Regions from separate parts of the Mus musculus genome. Here regions 1 and 2 are each linked to region 3. The links are chromatin contacts, called in public Hi-C maps. All regions are on one chromosome and are shown on one strand. Each heading gives the region's core, a stretch centred on a gene start, on an enhancer-like site or on the middle of the called end of the contact. The rest is flanking DNA. Distances are from core to core; before and after follow the strand shown.

Region 1 (2,757 bases), core at 33-2,532, 550 kb after region 3:
ATAGGGACTAACCGGGAACACAGCACACAGAATCCAACTTATGCAGTTGAACATGATTGCTTTGTACCCAAATCATTGCTCTTTTCAAGACCAAATTAGCTGCCTTGCTGATGGAGGGTGTCATCTTCTTTCCCATGGTACACACAGTCACAGTTCTCCTCTCCACAGAGAGCGTGGGGATGTGCATGTCTACTCCGCTCCATATGCTCCAACATGCTTCCCCTGCAGCTTCTAGGAAATGCCCCTTGTTTCATTTTAGACTGTCTGTGGGGCTACACATCCATTTCACCTTATCTGTGGAGCATGTGGGTTATAGAAAGGAAACCAAAAGGTGCCAGCTCCCTACAAAAGGAGTTCTCTTTCTTGTGGTTTCATTAGCTGTAAATACCATCTCTGCTTTAAGAACAGGGGCTGAAACTGAGGGTCTGTATGGAGAAAATAATTTGTTAATTTCTTTCCCATGAAAGAGAAGCAAAAGTTGTTTCTCTGTGAGACCAAGTGCACGGTCTTCATCCTGGTTTGGCTGCTCTCCGTGAAGGGACAGAGGGCTCTGGCCATGCCAGGGAATAAGGAGATCAGCAAGACAGCAGGCTTTTCCTGGATGAAGACCTCAACTCAAGAGGAGGGTCAAGAGGCGACGTAGGTTGCAATTCACCCTAAGGTCTGCACTAACTGGAGTGTAGGCCATAAAAGAATAGGCGCCATCATGGTCTTTGTGGTTCTTGCTAGAGGTCTCCATAGAAGGTAAAGTGTCCCCGAAGCAAGGGAAGAGCCCTAGGGGTTTCACTAGGGCTAGTTCAGTTAGAGATGGGGAATGCATTCCCCGAGTATTAACAACAATGCCACCTTTCAAATATAGACATCAAAGGAGACCTGATGGGCCAAATGGTGATTTCTTCAAGAAGGGTTCTTTAATACCATCTCTTCATTCTTAGGGAACCTGAAGGAAGAAAGAAAGAATAGCAAGAGCTTTAGTTTCCTCTAAAGGAAAAAGGGTAGGTATGAACACACCCTGAATTGTGGGTCTGGGATGGGACTCTTACCTTTCTGTCCTGCTGAACACAGATGGAGATATGAATGGATCCTTCCTATGCTACTGCCTCGCCTAGAACCTGGTCAGATCACAGGAAGGAGAGTTGGGCCAGAGAACAGGAGAGCCAGGCAGCAAGGAGGAGTCAGAATGAGATGAGCACGTCTCATGCAGGCCAGGGAGTCCTCTGTCTCCCTAGCAGGGCTGGCCTATCAGCTCTGAGTGTTCCAGAGTTAGTGTAAGGCTGGGAGCCAGAAGGGAAACTGCAACATGACTCAGTGTAGGCAAGACAAGAAGAGCAAGTGGCAAGCCAGGCAGGAGTCTAGAGAACCATCAGGACCAGAATCGAGAGGTTGCATTTTGATGCTTAGAAGAACATAGTCCAGTACAAAACAACAAACAAACCTCACGGCTCTGAAGAGGTGACAATTGTGACATTGACTTAACATTTCTTAGTAGACAGGACAGGAATCCTTCCTCTTCAGGTCCCAAGAGTTTTCCGATTCTCTTGGCGAGGAGACCACTATGAAGCAGATTGTGGACTTCCAAGTAGAATTAAAATAAACGGGAGCAGCTCTCTGCTAGATTTTTCAAGAGCCCTTTGCAAAGGGGAAAAAAAAAGCAGCCAATGTGTAATTGAATGCCAAGATTTATCTGGATTACAGTCCCATCATCTTGAAAAGATTCAGGTACGGTGTTGGACTTTGGAGAAATAGTGCCCCTATTCTCCATGTGACTTTGTCCCTTAAGAAAGGCGATATTCACTTGGAAGCATGTGATTCCGGGCAGAGCAGGGCTGGGGAGTGTCTGCTGGTTTCCTAGTCATTCTTAAATTAAGGCGCTGCAATCTGTTACATAAATCTCTATTTTCTTATTTTAGGTTCAGCCAGCATTTTGCTAGTGAATAAATCAGACATCCAGATGTCATCTCTCCCTGACTAGATATAAATCACAACCACAAGGCTCATTAGGTTTGCCAAAATTGCTTCACATGTCAACAAAATCTAACGTTAGTGCCCAAGATTCGTCCCTCCACACTCCCAGCCCCCATGTGAGGAAGAGAGAGATCATTATGGGAAGGCATCTGAGAATATCCCTTCCAGGCCTGGCGATGAGCAGCGAAACCCTCCCCCAGACCTACGGGCTTCAGAGGGCTGAGAGCACCCCTTGCTCAGCGGCCAGGAAGAACAGCTTCTGGAACCCTGCTTTCTCTTCTCACAGGAGAGGTTGTACCCAAGTATTACCATGGGCCAACTGCTTCACAGGACTGCAAGTAGGAACTGAGTGCAGTTTTCCATTAGCGACCTCCCTTCAGCTGCTGTATAAGGAAGGCTGCACTGGAAAGAGGAAGCACACATAGAGCCTCCACACATGTTTCTTCCATTCCTTCTTCAGAGGTCTAGTGGCCCTGCCAACCCCTGCCTCCTCTTTAGGGAGGTGCCCTAATCCTGGGCAGCTGTGTTGCCCAGGGAAAAGGGTAGGGCTTGCACAGGTTTGTTCAATGTGTTTTATGTGTGAGGCCCAGGAGGGACCAACATCGATTCTTCCTACAATATATCTCTCCCAGGACTCAGTCTCATGGGTACTTCTGAATTTCAGGCAGATGAATGTATACTTTATTTCTTAGCTCAGGAGTCTGTGAGCATTTGGCTAGCTCTGCCTTTGCAGGGCCGACTCTCTCCTCTTTCCTTGCAGAGGTTACTCATTTCGTGGGTCTTTGGCATGAC
Region 2 (2,700 bases), core at 185-2,684, 530 kb after region 3:
TTTCTCACCACTGCTACATCAAAACACACCAAGCTCAATGGAGCCTCAAAGTTTCTGATCTGAAGGTTTTCCAGGCTATAAGCTGCAAAATTCAAGTCCCACTACAGGAATAACCAATCAAAGTATAGCCTCAGAATAGCTGGTCCATGTGTGATGGAAACTCAAAACTTTTCTTTTGCTCTTTCTCTCTATTGCTTGCCAGGGACCTGTAACAGGCTTACTGGAAACTGTCCCTTGTTCTAAAAAGAAAACCCATCAGGACTCATGAAAGCCACTAGCGTCTGCACAGAGAGGACCAGGGTACCATACAGAGAAGGAAATGACCAGAGGCCAGGGTCAACAACTGGGGAACAGGAGTTGAGGGGAGTCTCTGTCCTCTGGCTGCTTGGCAGGGCCCTGCTTTCCAAGGCCTTGGCCAGGGCAACCCAGTTTATTTTCGGTTAATCTGGGTATGCCCTAATTTATTACTGGAGCCTCAAATTTGCATGTCTACTTTAAGAGACCCTAACAAGTACACATAATAAAATGTTAATTTATGCCTTCTGTGAGGATTGGGATCTAGCGTGGCTTTGACGCAACTGCAAAGCAGAACAAATCTGGAAACTCTGGCAGGCAGGCAGGATGGTGGGGGAGGGACTGCGCGCTTCTCTGGGTTTTAGAAGGGCAGCTGCTGGAGGAGGCTGGGAAAGTATCCTGGCGTTCCCCTCCATGTACAACCCAAGGGGGCTTTCTACAATAGTCCAGGGTGGCCCTTTTGTCTCAGACCCCTGACTAAACACAATATCAAAATATCACCAAGCATAAAGCAGGCCGGTTGGTAAATACTTGGTGGATTGATTCATAATACTGGGAATGTCTTGAGCACAGACATTTCCTTCCGCGGTTCTGGAACTGTCAGGTCTTGCTTAGCTGCTCCTAAGCTCCACGCCCAGCTTCTCTCTGAAGAAAGCAGCCCACGCTTGCATTCGTGCGGCATTTATGGAAGCTGCGAACAGCCACTCCCGCAAAGGATCGCTGGATTCCTCAGACATTACCCAGTGCAGGCTGTCCTGGGAGATCTTTCACATCAGTTGTGATCTCCTCAGGTACCATCCCCATGGCTGACACTCTAGAGCAGTGTTTCTCAATAGTCCCTCCTGTGTGGTTACCCTCAGCCATAAAACTATTTTTGTTGCTACATTATAACCGTAAATTTGCTATGTTATTGATGATAAGGTAAATATTTGTGTTTTCTGATGGTCCCTTGAAACAGTCATTTGACCCTCAAAGAGATGACGACCCACACAGGCTGAGAACCGCTGCTCTAGCGTCTCTTAAACTGGTCCTCTTATTCAGAACCATACTATTTATTTACATCTCCTCATTATACTGACCTTGGGAGGATTTCAGGATTAAAATATACCAGCAGACTTCTGGTAGGTTTATGTAACCAACTTCTGGCGCTCCTGCCAAATCTATGATACCACATTCCTCCAAGAACCACTCCTTTCTCCACAAACGGAACCCCAAGTAAGCAGCCATCACCCAACCACCACGGCCATGGATTGTATCAGGGGCCCTTGGCCCTCATCGGGTGAGCACTATCTTCCTCTTAGGAATTTATAACTAGGTTTAAGAAAGTTGAGTAGACATTAGTATCTGGGTCAGGCATGGAGTTTGGAGGTACAGAGGACATTTGCTAAGAGAATCAAGACAAGCCAGGATATGGAGTAAAAAAAGAAAAATAAAGTAAAATAGAATCTGCATAGATTTGGGTATCCTTCATGCTGCTGGGTTCTGAAGGTGACTCAATATTCTTTCCAATAATTTCCTATTCGTCGACTGGGCTTATTTGACTGGATTTCCGGTACTTGCTTGCAAAGGGACTTTCAAAAGACATTACTTTTTATGATAGAGTTCTGTTGCTGTAATCAGGACTGCATCCCTCACTGAATTGTCGCCCTCTATAGGATTGACTGCCCAACTTCCAGTGGCTTATGACACCAGTATCATAATCCACACTTAGACTCAGGGTGCTCTACAAACTGTTCATCTAACCCAGGTCATTTTCTCTGTCTCTTCCATATAGCCCCGTTTTTTGAGTCAGTCTATCTGTCTCTCTGTCCTTCTCACTCTCTCACCCTCTTCCTCTGCCGCACCTCTGTATTCAGAGGTCATCCTCTAGTGTTATTTCTGGGCAGCTCATCTTGATTTTGTGGTAGGCCAACACTGGACTGGAACGCACAATAGTTAAATCTGGCTGTCTACTGAGCCTCAGCTTCTTGTCCTACTGAGCCTTGTCATCAGTACTGTGACCACAAGTATATATCATGCTGTTCTTTTCACATTGGTCTGGGGACAGAAGTCCTATCTGCATGTTTTCGAGGTGAGCACTTTCCCAACTGAGCTATCTCCCTTGCTCCTGTCCTCCTTGTCTTAGTCAGGGTTTCTATTCCTGCACAAACATCATAACCAAGAAGCACTTGGGGGAGGAAAGTATTTATTCTGCTTACACTTCCATACTGCTGTTCATCACCAAGGAAGTCAGGACTGGAACTCAAGCAGGTCAGAAAGCAGGAGCTGATGCAGAAGCCATGGAGGGATGCTCTTTACTGGCTTCTTCTCCTGGCTTGCTCAGCTTGCTCTCTTATAAAACCCAAGACTACCAGCCCAGAGATGGTCCTACCCACAAGGGGCCTTTCCCCCTTGATCACTAATTGA
Region 3 (2,700 bases), core at 43-2,542:
ACTTGCTATTGAATAGGTAGCAGAGACTCAGATTCTGAAAAGATTCTTGCTTACATGGAAAATGGGCTCAAACGTTTTCTAATTCTAGGTATTAGCAGTGCTAGAAAATGCATCTGTTTGCAAACACCATGCAGAGTTATGTTGAAATACAATTTAGCTTACAAATAGAACTGCTGAAGCCTAATGTAATGTTATACATTAGGTGGTCATATCTTAAGACATAGTCATAATTTATTATTCACTAGAGATTTCTTAGTTATTTTCAGTGAAGCTAGTCCCACAGATCCCGAGTAGGCTTTCTGGGTGTGTGTGCCACGTGTCACACTGTACTCAGGGCTCTGAAGGGTCCTAGACTTGAATTAATGATCCACAGTCACCATTTTTTAATTGTTAATCATTTATTTTAACAAAGGGCCCTCCTAATATCTTTCATTTGGGTCTCACAAGTTACATAGCCCTGTGTATGTAGCTAAGTCTTTAATACTTTGGGAAAACTTCTAGTTCATTCATCTATTCTTGAATCACCTTGAACATTAGGGAATGTTTTTGATCCCGTTTCCAGGTTAGTAGGGTAGTTTCAACACTGGCTGAAAATATGATCTAAACTATGTGAATGAGGTAGAAGTTGACAGCAAGAACAGAGAACACAGCAGAGATAGAGGACTAAGTACATAATTAGTGATGTAACTGGCAGATAATTAGCTATTAGCATCATCAGCTGACATTAAAGTTTTTTTTTTTTAAATATCTGAGCAAATCAAATAAGCAGCAACAAAAGCTTTTCCAGTGTTACTCTTCATGTGGAAGTATATAACATTTTCCTGTACTCCATACAAGAATATTTTCAAGGTTACAAGTCCCTCCACCCATCCCTAGGGAACAGGCAAATTGTGCAAGCCTTTCGGAATGAATTCCGTCATGAGGTCATGAGGGAATGTGTTTTCTTCCTGGTTCTAAATCACAAATCTCTGAGTGATTTATCCACGAAGGCAGGCCAATAATCAACTTCAGAGAGTTTTCCTTTAGCACATCTCCCGACACATGCCTAAACCAGTTGCAAGTGATTCGTTTCCACTGAGAACTACTCTCTCCAACCTACCTGATTTTATGGTGATGTTTTCCTGGAGAGAATTCAATCTGAATTTCCCTCAATAAAACTCATGGCTGGTTTTCCTTAACTTTAATCACTTGGAACTTCTCAAAGCACACAGGTGCCAAACATCAAGCTGACACATTGAACACCGGAGGGAACATGTGTTCTTTCAGGAGGGAGGCGGGGACTCAGCAAGGGACCATTACGATCCATGTGATCATCGGAGTTGGCTGCTGAGAGAAAGCCACACATTCAAACTGGGAGGCGAGGAGGAACTGCCTGAATTCCACAGCAGATATCATAGTTTTCCACACTTTTGCAGAAAGTGACTTCACTTACTATTCTGGCCCTCCAAGGCATGCAATGCTTTTCATTGGGACAACTAACAATTCCTCATTGTCTTCCCGACTGTCTGTCCCATCCCACATCTCTCTGGCCACTTCTGGAGCTCCTGATTTAAGTAGTGCCCTGTGTGAAAACATCTCTGCTATTATCACAGTTTTGCTTCTGTTTATTCATTTTCCACTCAACATACATGGACCAGGCCTAAGTGGTGTCAGAGATGGGAACACAGCAGTTCATGGTGTAGATGTGGCCCATGACCAGAACTGACGGTCCCAGACTCAGAGCTACACGGCCCTGAAGTGACACACTACACTCGAACCACTGCTCAGGACAGCCTTAGAACATTGATATGTGTTCTTTCTAAAGTTTAATGTTTGTTTGTTACTCTGAATTAAATGTTCAAAAGCTCTAAAAGCTTTATGTTTAAAGAAGTCACAACACCCTGCCTCAAGAATTGCAGCCCTTAGCTGCCTCATCACACCTGGCCCTGCCCCTCAAGCCAAGTCACATCTAATTCTTTCAGCTTTTGCTTCAAGCCTTTGTCATATATTTATTTTTTAAAGAGTATACTGCATTCCCAGAGCTGAGGAACTCTGGGCATTTGACAGTTGCTGTGCAAACACACATTGTGTTCTTTAGTGATATGACTCTTAGTAGGGTGATCACACACCCTACTAAGAATTGGGTAAGCCCAATTCCTAGGACAGCTGGGCATCACAAAGTAAAACTGATGGGAAAAGAAGAGAAGGAGGAGGAGGAGGAGGAGGAGGAGGAAGAAGAAGAAAATAATTAACCTTATAGTTGGGTAGTGTCTTGGTTAGTTTTATGTCAACTTGATACAAGTTAGAGTCTTTTAAGAGGAAATCTCAACTGAGGAAATGCCCCTACTGAATTGGCCTGTGGGTAAGGCTGTGCTCTGTGTTCTCAATTGGTGATTGATATGGGAAGGCCCACCTCATTGGGAGTGGTGTTGCCCTTGGGTGCTATTGAGTAAGACACAGGGAGCAAGCCAAAAGGGAGCACTCCTCCATAGCTTCTGCTTCACCTCCTGCCTCTAAGTTCTTGTCTTAGACATATAAACTAAAGCCTTTCTTCTACAAGTTATTTTTAAGATGTCATGGTGTTTTATCACAGAGATAGAAACCCTAACTAATGTAGATGGAAAGTAATGGAAAGATGGTAATGGGAGGAGGTTGGGGCTGAAGCCATTGAAATTTTCTATAAGGAGAGAAACTGTTAAAAGCAAATAAAATTGTTTTTTG

What was found. Hi-C and Micro-C count contacts between places; a contact is called where the count stands out from the background.
Region 1: a Hi-C map of uterus shows a contact between it and region 3, with 2.3 times the contacts expected there. The contact joins two enhancer-like sites. A contact is called at or near these places in 4 of 484 Hi-C or Micro-C datasets (embryonic fibroblasts, tail fibroblasts and uterus) and 2 of 115 datasets of contacts at active chromatin or transcription factors (T-cell acute lymphoblastic leukemia and fibro-adipogenic progenitors).
Region 2: a contact with region 3 is called in a Hi-C map of uterus, with 5 times the contacts expected there. The contact joins two enhancer-like sites. A contact is called at or near these places in 1 of 15 datasets of contacts at CTCF or cohesin (pro-B cells), 9 of 484 Hi-C or Micro-C datasets (adipose-derived mesenchymal stem cells, cortical neurons, embryonic fibroblasts and 2 more) and 2 of 115 datasets of contacts at active chromatin or transcription factors (T-cell acute lymphoblastic leukemia and fibro-adipogenic progenitors).

The regions. Positions count from the first base shown.
Region 1 is chr10:14,214,444-14,217,200 of GRCm38.p6, forward strand. No RefSeq gene overlaps it. Among named protein-coding and RNA genes, the nearest start is that of Gm51759, 89 kb to the left of the region's middle. Within about 2 kb of position 1,283, at least 34 of the 459 cell types and tissues checked have an H3K27ac peak or open chromatin away from gene starts, as enhancers often do. A contact at or near this core is called in fibro-adipogenic progenitors and uterus, where this site is marked.
Region 2 is chr10:14,195,522-14,198,221 of GRCm38.p6, forward strand. No RefSeq gene overlaps it. Among named protein-coding and RNA genes, the nearest start is that of Gm51759, 70 kb to the left of the region's middle. Within about 2 kb of position 1,435, at least 47 of the 459 cell types and tissues checked have an H3K27ac peak or open chromatin away from gene starts, as enhancers often do. A contact at or near this core is called in uterus, where this site is marked.
Region 3 is chr10:13,666,334-13,669,033 of GRCm38.p6, forward strand. All of the region lies in intron 4 of Aig1 (androgen-induced 1), which reads right to left. Among named protein-coding and RNA genes, the nearest start is that of Pex3, 110 kb to the left of the region's middle. Within about 2 kb of position 1,293, at least 40 of the 459 cell types and tissues checked have an H3K27ac peak or open chromatin away from gene starts, as enhancers often do. A contact at or near this core is called in fibro-adipogenic progenitors and uterus, where this site is marked.